Linked DNA regions of Sus scrofa: all the other regions are linked to region 3. The links are chromatin contacts, called in public HiChIP or PLAC-seq maps. All regions are on one chromosome and are shown on one strand. The core of a region is the stretch at or near the end of the contact, and the rest is flanking DNA. Distances in the headings are between cores, read along the strand shown.

What was found. HiChIP or PLAC-seq counts read pairs in DNA pulled down with a chosen protein or histone mark.
Region 1: a contact with region 3 is called in an H3K27ac HiChIP or PLAC-seq map of alveolar macrophages. The contact joins the promoter of EED here to the promoter of PICALM in region 3. A contact is called at or near these places in 1 of 5 promoter capture datasets (liver), 3 of 47 Hi-C or Micro-C datasets (brain, heart right ventricle and liver) and 2 of 2 datasets of contacts at active chromatin or transcription factors (alveolar macrophages and skeletal muscle).
Region 2: an H3K27ac HiChIP or PLAC-seq map of skeletal muscle shows a contact between it and region 3. The contact joins the promoter of HIKESHI here to the promoter of PICALM in region 3. A contact is called at or near these places in 2 of 2 datasets of contacts at active chromatin or transcription factors (alveolar macrophages and skeletal muscle).

Annotation. Positions count from the first base shown.
Region 1 is chr9:20,121,429-20,126,285 of Sscrofa11.1, reverse strand. It overlaps EED (polycomb protein EED), which reads right to left and starts at 3,209. Exons shown (of 12, transcript XM_013979229.2): 1 at 1,834-3,209. The coding sequence starts at 1,947.
Region 2 is chr9:20,179,497-20,184,085 of Sscrofa11.1, reverse strand. HIKESHI (protein Hikeshi) reads right to left here and starts at 2,899. Exons shown (of 5, transcript XM_013979233.2): 1 at 2,649-2,899. The coding sequence starts at 2,678. LOC106504836 (a long non-coding RNA gene) reads left to right here and starts at 2,981. Exons shown (of 4, transcript XR_001298678.2): 1 at 2,981-3,149; 2 at 3,587-3,686.
Region 3 is chr9:19,944,613-19,949,312 of Sscrofa11.1, reverse strand. PICALM (phosphatidylinositol binding clathrin assembly protein) reads left to right here and starts at 2,399. Exons shown (of 21, transcript NM_001246270.1): 1 at 2,399-2,568. The coding sequence starts at 2,439.

The DNA.
Region 1 (4,857 bases), core at 1,960-4,459, 180 kb before region 3:
TCTACTTCTAAATAGTTTTAGTATACATCAAAAAATATACTCCTCTTTAGGGTCTGTAAAAAGAAAATATTCTTTCAATGTTTTTGGTGCCCTGAAATTTTCCTCAGTCTAAATAGGTTACTGACATTTTCATTACATTTCTGCCTGATGAATATGCCTAAGGACCAGAAAGCTAAGTCCAGACTATATGATTACAAAATAAGTAATAGTAATTAAAAACACTTGTACAGTACTTATTAGGGGGCAGGCACTCTTTTAAAAAAATACTTTACCTATATTATCTCATTTATCCTCACAAATACCCCATGAAATCAACACTGTTATTATCCCCATTTTCAAGAATGTGAGGCAACTAGGTCAAATATCTTGCTCAAGGTCAAGCAACCAGTAAGTAGTAGACAGGGGGTTGTAATCTAACACTTGGATCCAGTTGTGCTTCTAGTCACTAACCTAGTCTGCCTAGAAAAATTTAAGAAAAGATGAAAATAAAACAGGCTCCATGGGATGGAATGAAGAGGGTCAAAATGTTAGGTCCCAATACCTAAGACTGGAAGCACAAACAGGAAACAAAAACAGATTTAAAGTAACATTCAGCACCTAAGCCTTCCAGAAACTTCAAGTCCAAATCCCCAAATATCTTTCTTCTATTTGCAAAAAGGATTCTTTCCCATCTGTTCAGTGAAAATTTTGGTCGTGACACCGTACCATATATATGCTTCAGTCGATGAGGTAATGATGTAGAATTTAGGAACTGGGTGTATAAGAAATAACATTTATCCTTAAAAACTGGCCAAACTGAGAAAACGAAGAACTTAATCCACCCTTCTACAATATTTTGAAGATTTTTAAAAAGATGATCAGATGTTTTTCCCCGGAAGGTTCACATTTTAGAGTACCGTCTTTAAGTCAAGACATTTTGCTGACCTTAATGGATATACACTTAAAACCTGAAGCTGAAAATTAACGTCGATTCGGTTGTTACCGGAGTCTCACCTAAATACAATGGGGTCAACTGTTGGGACGGACTAGAGTATTACCAAGATCCACTTTAGAGTTTAAAAAAAAAAATCTAATTCCAAAATACCTTGCACATGCGAGGCCATGAGCCCCTACTTAAAAGGATCTAACCGCAGTTGGCCTAAAATCTTCCAGGGGTCGTCCCCTTTATCTTAGTGAAAACTTAAAAGAGAGTAACTCCCTTCTCATTCCTTCCTCAAGGATCGTTTCCTCCTCCAAGTCAGTAGACGACCCTCTCAATTCTCCTCCTGAGAAGAATCCGACTGTCAGGCGCACCCCTTATCCATGGACAAGATAAGAGCAGACACAAATGCCCCTTTAAAAGAGTCGTCTAAACGTCTTAGGTCTAAGATCTACTCCTCCCATCCTGGACAGTCAGAAGGCTCTAAGAGTGACACGGTCCCTAAATTCCATTTTAAAAGTCCATAACACGCTAGCCCCTCCTTCCAACTTTCTTAGAAAAGCCTCTAACTTGCCTTTTAAACTACTAGAGTCTCAGCTCTGCACTCGGACAAAATCTCCCAAAGGCCCGAACACTCCCCATCCTCTCAAAAGGACCCAGACCCCTCTGACCCTCTGCCATCTCGCTCTCTTAAACCACTCTCCTTCGCCAAGTTTCCGTTCACTCTCGGCCTCAGCTCAAAACCCCCTTAGAAACAAGTTCGATTTTCTCCTCCACGCCCGCGTTTTCCTGAGTAGAGTGTGACACCTCTCCCTCCCCCCACAGCCACCAGCCCGCCCCCACGCCTACAGTTTAAAAAGAATTTAAAACTTTCACTCCGGAGTCCCATCTGAACTGCTCAGAACTGCACTCACATTCTCGTCTCCAGAGAGGTCCGGGTTGCTGTTCTCGTCGCTGCTCAGCTTCTGCTTCTTGGCCGCAGGCATGTCTGTTCCCGCCGGCGCTGTCGACACTTCCCTCTCGGACATATTCCTCCGCCTCCCTCCAGGTTCCTGCCGCCTAGGGCGGGGCCTCCGCCACACCGCCGTCAAGCAAGCCCGGCCGGAGCTTGCCGCAAAGTTGCCACTGCCGCCGCCACCTCCACCGCTCCCCCCACTGTCGCAAACCGCGCCCAGCCGCCGAGGCGGGCGTGCGTGCGACCCCGCCACACTGCTGAAAAAGGGGCGCGCGCGCGCGCGCCCTCCCGCGCGGCTTCCTGGATCCTTCCCTTTACCCACTCCCGTCTTGCCCTTTTCCCGCCGCCCTCCCGGCAGTTTGCACGGAGAGGTGTGATCCGTTGGCTTTCAAGGGCAGTATTTCGTACGTTCCCCTTCCCCACGACCGCGTCGAAAAAAGAGAGGCGGAACTCAGAAGGATGCCCCCTCACCCCCTTCCTCTTTCCAAAGACGTTTCAGTCGCAATTGGCCCAATCCTTCGATCCCCGACCCGCTGCAAGGACTCGAAAGTCTGTGGAATGGACTAGACCACCAATATCCTAGGGGACGGGGGAAGAGATGAGAAGTCACCTCTTGATTTAGGGGTATATGGCAAGTGTCCATAACCTTAACCTCAGAGGCTAACGCTCTCAAATTGTTCATGGACCTGTTCACAATCTCATTTTCGGGTGAGAATAGAAATTTAAAACTGTAGACTGTTTCTCACTTGCCTCCCCTGCCTAACAAATGGAAGTTACCCGCTCATAGGTGCGCATGCGCTGGGGCGTATTCTCGCGCTTGGTTGTCCGGACCCGCCTCCTCCAAGCCCCGCCTCTTCGAAGTCTTTGCTGAACCAGGTAGTCTTCCACCGGGTTTCCGTAGCCTAAGATGGATTTCAAAGCGGTACCAAATCGTAGTCCCTGAATGCGTCATAATTTTTTTTGATGAATATTTATTCTGGTGAATATTTATTACGATGAATGATTATCCTCGTCCAATTGGTGCTACTATTGAGAAGAGTTTAAGTAAGAATATCCTAAAACTATAATATCCTAGACTCCAGTGAGTTACAGCTCAAAGTACTCCTTTAACTGTTAAAGGGTTATCAAGGCCCTGGACAATGCCAAGGCCCAAAAATCAATGGTCATCTCCAACTTTGTTTGAAACTGTGAGACTTAAGTGACGGCAAATCCGATACAATAAAATTTTAGGTGCAGGCCACAAAACTGTTAGATTTCATCAAAATCTGGGCGCTTGACAGATGCTAAATAAATTGGTGATCCTGGTGAATTTGTTAGATGGGTCATTAAGCCACATAACTGAACAACAAAGAAAAAAAAAAAAGAAAGGTGCGTGATATTATATGTTTTTTCCTCTTTTAAACCTCATTACATAGCCTGTTGGATAAACAGTTGAGAGTGCCCCATCTATTAAATTCTAGTGTACTTGAACTACTTTTGCATGATGCTTTAACATAGAGAATATTATCTGTTTCATTAACTGCGGATTGCAAATCACTCTTTCTTTTGGAGATAGGGAGAGGATTCTGTTGAGAATGAGAAAAGGTAAAGCAAAAAGCAAGGCAGAATAAGTTTTTTTTTTTGCAATGAAGACAAAAATGAGGCTGAAAAATTAAAGTCCATATCTTAATAATAGTAATTGCATTTATTTGTTGAAATCCTAACATTCCAGGCACTACTAAGCACTCAGTTGGTGAGAGAGAGAGAGATGAAACTGGTATAGAGTCAACCACTGAGAAACTAAGATGTGGTTTGGCATGACATTTTCATGCGCAGAAACAAACATACCCCGCTTGTCTCTTGAGAAGGATGTTTATGAAATATAGCTCTACCAAAAAAAAAAAAGGATAATGAGCTAAGGCATTTCTAATCCAAATTACTCTGTGTATTTGGGAATCAATGGGAGCTGGAAAGTGGAAATCACTTATAGTCATAAAATTAGAAAATTGCTGAACATTTGGGTAAAGGACACATATGGAAGGAAAATGCCTTTCGGCCTTCATGTTACCCAAAACGCGAAAATATTTTTAAAGAGTTTTATTAAAACTTGGAGAGATATCTTTTAAATGTGTCTGATGAGTCAGGGATAATATATGGAAATTGGTTTTATTCATTATTGCTAATGTTAAAAATTATTCTGGAGTTCCCCTTGTGGCTCAGTAGGAAATGAATCTGACTAGTATCCATGAGGATGCAGGTGTGATACCTGGCCTCACTCAGTGGGTTAAAGATCCGGTGTTGCCATGAGCTGTGGTATAGGTCACAGGTGAGGCTCAGATGTGGTGTTGTTGTGGCTGTGGTGTAGGCCAGCGGCTGCAGCTCTGATTTGACCCCTAGCCTGGGAACCTCCATATGCCACGGGTGCGACCCTAAAAAGACAAAAATTATTCTGACACTTGTGAGAACAGAAAAGAACTTCATTTAGGACTGTTGTAATAAGTGTCAAGACCGTCACAGGAGGAGAAAGAAATTGGGCTCAACTCTGAATACAGCAGGATTAGGTGGAGATTTATAATCATGGAGCGGAGTGGTGGGTAGGGGTGGGGACGGAGTGCAGGACATGCCACATGCAATATGCTGCTTTGGTATATTATTTTGAGCTGAAGGTACTTGAAAAACAGATTTCTTTGAGTCCCACTCATCTCCCTAAAGACAGATCCTCCAAAAGGAACTGAACTGTCACGAATCCCTTCCCCAGGGGTTGGGTCAGCCAGGGAAAGGTTGGCTCTTATCACAGAAGAGGAAGTTACAAGTCAGAAGTTGACACCACCCTCAGACAAACTTTGTCATGAACTGCCATCATCTCCCATCTATTCGAAGGGCTCATTCATCTTTCCAAAAAATGACTTACTCTCCCCTAAGCAGCATATGTCCCCTTACCCCTTCTCCTGTTGAGATGGTATCAGCTATCAAAGATTATTGCTTTTGGGGGATATTCATTTTT
Region 2 (4,589 bases), core at 1,650-4,149, 230 kb before region 3:
CCACCTGACCCCAGCCAGAATGGCCATCATCCAAAAGTCTACAAACAATAAGTGTTGGAGAGGGTGTGGAGAAAAAGGAACCCTAGTACACTGTTGGTGGGATTGTAAATTGGTGTAACCACTGTGGAAAGCAGTATGGAGATTCCTCAGAAAACTCAACATAGAACTACCATTTGATCCAGCAATCCCACTCCTGGGCATCTATCCAGAGAAAACCATGACTCGCAAAGACACATGTACTCCGATGTTCACTGCAGCACTATTTACAATAGCTAAGACATGGAAACAACCTAAATGCCCATCAACAGAGGAGTGGATCCAGAAGATGTGGTACATATACACAATGGAATACTACTCAGCCATTAAAAAGAACAAAATACCAGCATTTTTTGCAACATGGATGGACCTACAAACTATCATGCTAAGTGAAGTCAGCCATACAATGAGACACCAACATCAAATGCTTTCACTGACATGTGGAATGAGAAAAAAGGACGGACTGAACTTCTTTGCAGAACAGATGCTGACTCACAGACATTGAAAAACTTACAGTCTCCAGAGGAGACAATTTGGGGGGTGGGGAGATGCACTGGGGTTGTGGGATGGAAATCCTATAAAACTGGATTGTGACGACCATTGTACAACTATAAAGGTAATAAATTCATTGAGTAATAAAAAGGTGAAAGGCTGTTCAAAACACTATACCACCAAAGCCTTATCTTCTAGTTTGAGGGTAAAGAATCTCAGGTAATTAAAATAGGTAAGCAATCCAGAAGTAATTACAGTCAATCCTCATTTGTTGAGTCCTAAAATATACTTGTAACCCCCAAATCATTAAACCCTTGGGTTTATTTTTTATTTATTTATTTTTGTCTTTTTGCCTTTTCTAGGGCCGCTTCCTGCTGCATATGGAGGTTCCCAGGCTAGGGGTCAAATTGGGCTGTAGCCGCAGGCCTAGGTCACAGCCACAGCAACGCGGGATCTGATCTGAGCCTCGTCTGCGACCTACACCACAGCTCAGACCTACACCACAGCTCACAGCAGTGACCCTTCGGTTTAAACACAGAGAAAAAAAACAAAGGAAGAACATAAACCAAATGGTGTGTATTAGTATTAAATTCAATCTTACCAGTTTTTGCCATGCACATAAATCTTAAAAGGCATGTAAAATTACGGTAATTACAAGTCTTGAAATAATCATCAGGCAAAATAAATATTTCTTAAATGTCAACCCTATCAAAGGCACCATTCTGTTAATCTGTGTTATTACACTCTAATCCTCAAACCTCGGGAAAAAGGTTTCACTTTTACTTAAAAATTTTCAGGAAAGAAAACTGAGTTCATAACTTTAGAAAGTAAGAGAGTAATGTAGTTAAAGAGTTGAGATACCGCTAGGTCTCTTCTAATAACTTCACAATTAAAGAGTCAAAGACCGTCAAAAAAATCTTGCCACTGGATATCCATTACAGAGATCAGGTGTTAGCTAAATAGACACAGGTATTCCTAGTCCTTCCAAATTAGTTGATAACATGGATTCCAAATTAGTTCAACTCTTTAGAAAAAGACACATTTCAAATATCACTGACTAATGAAATTCATCCCAGTCCCAGACTCAATCCCAGGCTAGTCATTTCATCTCTCCTATCAAGAGCAGGGGCAATCCAAAGTCATCTCACCAGTTTTAACAATTACCACCATCACCAAAAGGGGTCTCCCAGTCACTCCAGAGACAGATTTTCTGACAGCCACCTCTAATTTATCTCTGTGATTCCTCAGTACTGTGTTCACAACATATTGCCAGAAATTGATGAAAACCTTAACAATTCAACAAAGGAGCTACAATATTTAATAAAGCAGGGAGGGGAAAAAAAACATTCTAGGTGAAAGAAATCGGGTCTGAAATGGATTTCTGAGTGGTTTCTAAGGAGGCAAGCAAGATTCATCCTCCCGATTATTCCTGAACAATTCCAGGTATTTATCTCATTTAATTCTAACAATGCATTAAGGTGGGGTTTTTTTAAGCCACCAATAAGGACACTCGCGGCTCAAATCCTTCTGGGGTCATCTCAGGTAGGCTCACGCTTAAGTTTCATAAGTTTCTAGCTGCCAACTTCCAACTACCTTAAGAATATTTTTATTAAGTCCCTTCTAAAAAGATTCAGCAGTTGTACATTACCCAAACACCTTAATCTTCGATACAAACAGGACGCTACAAATTAGGTTCAGATTTACTGCAACTCATTTATGAGCTCAGGCGAAATCTTTATACTACCAACAAAGCTTAAGTTCTTCAACTACAACATGAAAATGGTAACCATTTCAGGAGCTTTGGTTAAGTCTGCGGTACCAAATTAGCGCTACAGAGAAGGCTGAGATGATGAGAAGTGGACAAAAGTCATGCATTGCTCAGATAATGCACCCTCGCTAAATGGCACCTAAAGATGTGCCTACTAATAAAACGACTCTGAAAAGCGCTGGGGGCAAAGACAGCGAACACCCCAGCGTCCCACTCCCCACCCCCATGCTCAGCTGGAAAGCAGACGTGAGGGGGTTTCCCCCGCACCCCTAGCACCGGCGCACCCTGCCTTCCCGGGGCCTCACCCTCGGGGTGCTGCCCGCTTCCTGAGACCACCCGACCCCATCCTCACCAGCCTCCCCGCCACCAAGCAGCCAAACATGGCGGCGGCGGCTCCGCTCAGCCGGCAGGGACCCGAAGCCGGGGACTAGAAGTCCTGGGGCTTCTGCCCTAGTCGAGACCAAGAACCTTCCAGAACATGGAGGAGGGCGCCTACCCCTCCACTACATAACGACTAGGCCAGCGGCAGGAACGCCTTCTACCCCCGCGACCTCTGACCTCCCCTCCTAACCAGAGCGCCTCTCTAGCGACAAGTACTTCCGGGGCTTACATGCAGCTGCTCCCCTCCCCAAATGAGAAAGGAGCGCCAGCTCCCATATAAGACTACAAGTCCCAGAGGGCCTTGCGCCGGCTTCCGGGAAGGAGAGCGGAGCATTTGCCTGTTAGGGTTGATTGACCGCGTCCCAAATTTACGAGTCCGAAGCAGAGTGGAGTTGTTTTTCACGTTTGTTTAACATTTTAGAGATTACAGTGCGCTTTTACAAACGCTAGATCCTTACAAAAACCCTATGAGGTAGGAATTATTGTCTTGCGTTTTGTAGGTGAGAAAATTGCCCGCAGTGACCAGCCCCAAATTTTTACACTTAGACTCAGGGATGGAGCTTGAATCCAAGTCCTGGTTCAAGTCCGAGTTTCTTCTGCTACACGGTAGCTGAAAAGTACTAATTCTTAATCATATGTTGTGTACTTATTTACAATTTCATTGTACTTTTTTCCAGCCCGACTTACCTCCTCCATATACTTGTTTGGGGGGGGGGGCTGTAAGCAAGTTCTATAATAATTGTGCTTTAATGATGCCATTTGTTAAATAAGAATAATAATTTTGCTTGTCTCCTACGGTTGCTGTGAGGGTTAAGTAAATTTATAAATAACCACTTAGAACCTGGCAGTACTTAGCTAATGGCCGTTTTATTGTAAAATGCCTTTTTTCTTTTCTCTGTGCATTTGCAGAAAAAAGTTAATAGCCAGAGGAACTGGCATCAAGTACTGACTACCAACAACACTCGTTCTCCATTTCACAGCTCCAGTTCCCTTTCCTCTGGATAGGAAGGTAAGATACCCCCTCGGTGAAGGTCTGCCCAACTTGAAATATCTGAACTTAGTCCACTTGCTCAGGTAATGTGGAGGATCAGAGTATTTGAAACAGTCCTCTGGTTTCCATTTTAGCTCCATAAACTTAGATTTTCCTTTGAGGTAGCCAAGCCAACGGCAAATAGATAGAAAAGGATCTTTCTGTCACTGTCTCCAACTTTCTACCTAAGAATTCCCGGAATCTTCAGAATAAAAAGGCCATTCGTTATGACACCATTTTCAGAAGGGCAGACAAACTCCCTGGATTCAGAGCCTGTCTCTATCATTTATTAGCTGTATAATCTTTTAGGCCAGTTAACCTAACACTACCATGCCTTCTTTTTTGGCATCTGTAAAATGGGGTTGTTATGAAGGTAACATGTAAACTACTAAATAGTAACCAGAATGTTGCTTAATAAAATGTTAGTATTGGCATTACTACTTTTCCCAACTTTTCATGTCTTCACGCTCACCTTGTACCATGGAAAACAATAAATAAATATGTTGGTCTCTGCCTCCTGTTTCTGACACTGGGCTCCTGAAAATCTTGTCAATTCCCAAGTGATAGGTGCATTGGAAGCATCTTTTGTTTTGTGAGGGGACTCTGGATGGGTTCTTAGATGTGGTCTGGTCTCCAGGTAGATAAAGCCTGATTAGAAGCTTGGAATTTTCAGCCCCTCCTCCCATTCTATAGAGAGGGGAGAAAGGCCGGAAATGGGGTCAATTGATCACACCTACATGAGGAAGACTTAATAAAATCCCAGTAGTATGGAGTTTGGAGAGCTTCCAGGCTGGTGAACCCATCCACATACCAGGAAGATTACACACCCCAACTCCACTAGGCAGATGCTCCTACACTCCCAGACTTTCCCTGTGTATCTGT
Region 3 (4,700 bases), core at 1,150-3,649:
GGAAGATATTTCTTGAATACACCAAGTAAAGTAGAACACAAAGAAAACTTAAGCATATAAAATAGGGTAAGTCAGTAATTTCTATCCTTAGAACACTTCCCCATCATCTAAATTTCTTCATATCTTAGTTCACAATTATACATAAACCTCTATAATGATCACTAATTGTTGACATATTTAGATACTTCTAAAATATACCCTTGAAAAAAGTAGTGATATTTCCAATAGAAACTAGTTTATTAATAAGGTGAACATGTCCACAGTTATTTGAATAAAGGTGGCTTGTAAGAACCCCTTTGGCAAAAGTAACAGTGAAATACTTTCCTAGAAATTCATTCGCAGTAGTGCAAAAAATACAAGTTGCGTGGTGCGTGTTTAGGAATAACTTTTACATTTTCCCTAAGGATGAAATATGTAGCTAGTGATGATAGCTAGATGCCATGGTCCTGGGGACCTTAGAGAGTTTTAGCAGTGAAGCTCAGGCCAACCTGTAACTTATTAAGTGGAACTCATAGAAGCACAGCAAGTATGGCTGACAAGATGTCTTGAGAATTGGATAACTCCACTGCCCAATAGACAAAGGGCAGCAAACTGGGCACCAAACCACAGATGGATTGCAGATGCACTGAAGGAAGTCATTACAGTTTTCAGAAATTTGGGGCTGACTTGACAAAGATGAAGCCTGCTGGTTTAAGCACTTTATGTCCTTGGCAAAAACATGTTGCTGCAGAATTTCATCAGCCATAGTGAAAAAAAAAAGGGGGGTAAAGGGAATGGGAGGAGACCACAAAATTCACGATGCTACATAAAATGTTAACTATCTATTAGCTTTGCATCTTTTGAGAGTCACCAGATTGAAGCACAGTGTTTTGGACTGGCTGGCAGATGGTGTACACAGACTGAGTATGTTAGCATTTCATTCAAAACTAGCAAGAGTACATAGGACTATTACGGTAATTTAATATTCATGGAGACTTAAAAATTTATCTTTAAACTTGTGTTGAAAGTGGGGCCCTAATAACATTTAAAAAGACTTTGTTAATAGATCTGGATCTTCTTGAACAGAGCCACAGGATATAACGATTCCTCTAAAATGCCCACAGGACAGGGTCAGTGTCTTCTTTCACTGGAAATCTGGTTTACACGGAGAAAAAAGAGGCCAAAGAGAACAAAGACCAAACCAGGGGAGATGGCAGGTAGTGATGTCTGGGTTCTCTGAAAGGGACTTCTCCATTTACCACCCTCTCACTTCCTTCTATGGTCTGAACCTTTAATCACCACAGCAGTCAGCCTTGTAGGGTCAAGCTAATCTTTGTTGACATCATCCTACTACTTCCCTTTTCAAATTCCAGTGCAGCTATGTGTTTCCTGTCCTATTTGACACCCTAGAGGAACAATACTGGCTCACTGGTATCCAAATTTAGACTGGCAGTTTTCAGAGAAGGGATAAACAAATACAGGTGACAATGCCAAACCTCTCAAGAAAAAGGGGAAAAAGCCCAACCCTTCTGGGGGTAAATAAGCAGGGACAGCTTCGATATCCACAGCAGGGAGAGGCCTGGTGGCAGGTTCTGAGAGTGGGCCAGCGGAGACCTTCTCCTTCAAGCCTGGAGGCTGGCTTTGGGGGCATCCCTAAACACATTCTGGATCCCGCTAGGAACGCCCGGGGAGCTCTGACACCCCTTTCCTCAGCGGGAGCTGCGAAGTCAGCTGCATCTCCTCTTTGTCAAGACGTTGGTTCCAACCGCAGACACTAGGATACCCTTGGGATGGGAGCGGGAAGAAGCCATACGTGCCTCCCCAGCGCGCCGGACTCGCCGCCCCTCCCCCGCGTCGCCCCGCCCCCCTCTGTGACCCCCGCGAGACCGGCCTCGGGCGACCTGTTGGCAGGGAACGTCACGTGACGCGGCGGGCCGCCGCACTCCGCCCGGGAGGGCCTCCTGTTGCGCCCGCCGGGCGGGTTCCATCACGTAACGCGCGGGCGCCGCCCCGCTCTTCCCTCGCCGAGCGAGGGAGGGCGGGCGTCGAAGAGGAAAGAGAAGGGAAAAGGGGCGGGAGAAGGAGAAGGCGGGGCGGCGCCCGAGTCACGTGACCCGGGCAGCCCGGAAAGCTCCGAGGAGGAGCCTGGCGCCGCCATTTTCCTGCAGCTGCCTGTCCCTCTTGCCCTGCCCGGCTCCAGCTGACCAGGGAAGGGGTGGGCTGAGCTGAGGCGGGGGCAGGGGAGTGCCCGACACCGTGCCTGACCCCGCGGGTGACAAGAGCCGGTTCTTGCCTGGCTGGGTGGCAGCAAGCGGCCCTGAGCCCCGCCCCAGGCCGGCAGGCGGAGAAGGAGCCGGTGGGGGTAGGGGGTGCGGTGGGGGGGTGGGGGTCCTCCGGCGCTTGGGGGTCCCAGTCCCCGCCGGCTGCCGAGCGGGAGGGGTGGCGGAGGAGCCGCAGAGATGTCCGGCCAGAGCTTGACGGACCGAATCACCGCCGCCCAGCACAGTGTCACCGGCTCTGCCGTATCCAAGACAGTATGCAAGGCCACGACCCACGAGATCATGGGGCCCAAGAAAAAGCACCTGGACTGTGAGTGAAGCCGACCACGGCCCCCCGCGACCCGCGTCTGTCTTTCTTCTCATCTCTTTTCTTCTTCAGCTGCCTCTCACCTCCCTGCGTCTCATCCGGCTCGGCGGGTCCTGTGCGCGTCCGAGCTGTGTTCTTTTTGCTTCCATCACACCTGCCTTCACGGCTTCCGTTCCCTGTCTAAGAATCCCTGACAAGCCACTCCCCTCCGGGTTCCTCGGGGACCCTCGCTTCCCTGCCCGGTGCGCCGCGATACCCTCTCACCACCGACCAACTTGCCTCTCCCTCTGGCTCCCCACCTCCCGGCCTCTATCTCTCTCCTGCAGCCTTCTGCTCTTTCATCCCACCCGTCCGGTGCTGCCTAGCCGCCCTCTCCCGTGCGTCTCCCCGCTTGCTCTCCGTCTCACCGCCCTATTGTTTCCCTACGAGCCGCCTTCGGGTTTCCGTGAACGCCGGGTTCGGTGGACCCGGATCCCAGTTTCTCTGCCGCTCTGAGGGCTGCCTCCTTTGAAGCGATTCCCACTATCCGCCTCTGTCCCTGTCCTTCCCGGGTTTCTCATCCACCTCCCTCCCCCCCCCCCCCCCGCCTTGGGTTACCTTTCTTTGCCTCTGTAGCTTCCGTTAGGTTCCGTCGTCCCATTTGAAATATCATGGTCAATGCCCGACTTTTATCCCAGACCACTTTTCTTCAAGGGGGGGTGGATGTAAAGGGATTCCGTTGGGGTAGGAAAAGCTTTGTGGAACGTTGGCATTTTTAAGTCACCTCTAGTGGAATTTAATCTTTGTGTTTTCCATGCTTTTGACTAGGATAAGTTGTGTCAGGCACCTCCCTCGCCCCCTTTCTTTCTAATGGGTATATGGAAAAGGGTTTGCTGATTTTTGCTGTCATCTCCTAGAGCTGTTAAACCTGACGGTTTGAATGTAGAAACTTGAGCGGAAGAGTAGACTATTGGCATTTATGATAGTCTACTATTTTAATAATCTGACCTACAGATAACGTACATCTTTTTAAAAACTGGTGAAAAGATACTTGGTGAGGCTTGAGTTTGGACTCCGTTTTAATTTATGCTGGTTATCTTTTGGAGGACTAGCTTTTCTTACACGGCATGGTATTACACCATTCACTAACTTGTATATACCATTAGTAGAGCTAACTCCTCCCAACTTTTTCCAAACCTGGAAGCCACCTGTAATATCCTCCTTTTTCATAACACTCCTTTACCTCAAGGTACAAAGATCAGTGATTACTCAAGCTTTGACTTAGTGGAGTTTTGATCTGAAACTTTTCAAGGAAACATAGAGAAAAAGGCATAATAATAAGTTCTTTTTAAAAAAATGGCTGTTGGACACGTCCTTTCATTCTACATGAACGTTACTTTGCTTTACTATTTGAAGCAAGAGTGAGCATGTTCTGAAAGGGAATTCACTGATGAGAGAGTCCTGTTTTGATTTCTCGTTTGGACTTTGGCAGTAAGGTTTGCGCTTAAAAAAAAGTGTACAAAATGTGAATTCTTCCAAGATACTTTGCTCGTGAAGTACTGTTAGAACAAGTTATTGGTACAGACAAACCCATTATTCATTGTGACTTGTTCCTTCCTTGTGGAAAAGTTTAAAAAAACATCATTACTATTTGGTTCTTCTCTCTGATATGTGGATGAGGCAGGCTGCTTATTAACCATCAATCCTTGATTGTTTTAGATAATTCAGTAACACTCTTATGAATGGAAAATTATTTAAAATGCATTGTAAAGCCTGAAGTGCTTTTTGGATTATCTGATATTTGGAGTAAACATTTCTGTTTACTTCTCTTCAAATGACTGCTTGGCTTTCTCTACCCAGTCTGTGGTTTGCCCTAACACTGTTAATTCTTTTGTTAGTTGGGTTTTTGTTTATTCCTGATGCTGAGGGGTGGGTGACAAAACCTACTTATGACTGTTATCCTCTTCTCTCACTTCAAAATGATAAATTATAACAATAGATTTTGCTTTTAAAAGTCCTTTACAAAGTTTTTGTTTTATTTCAAATGTTGCAGTTCTTTTAACACGTTGTGGAAAATAGGCTGGGTAAGTTTAGCAAAGTGATACTTCCTTGTGGTTCTATAAATGTTAGTCTTTTCTCTTGTGGAAGCTACTGCA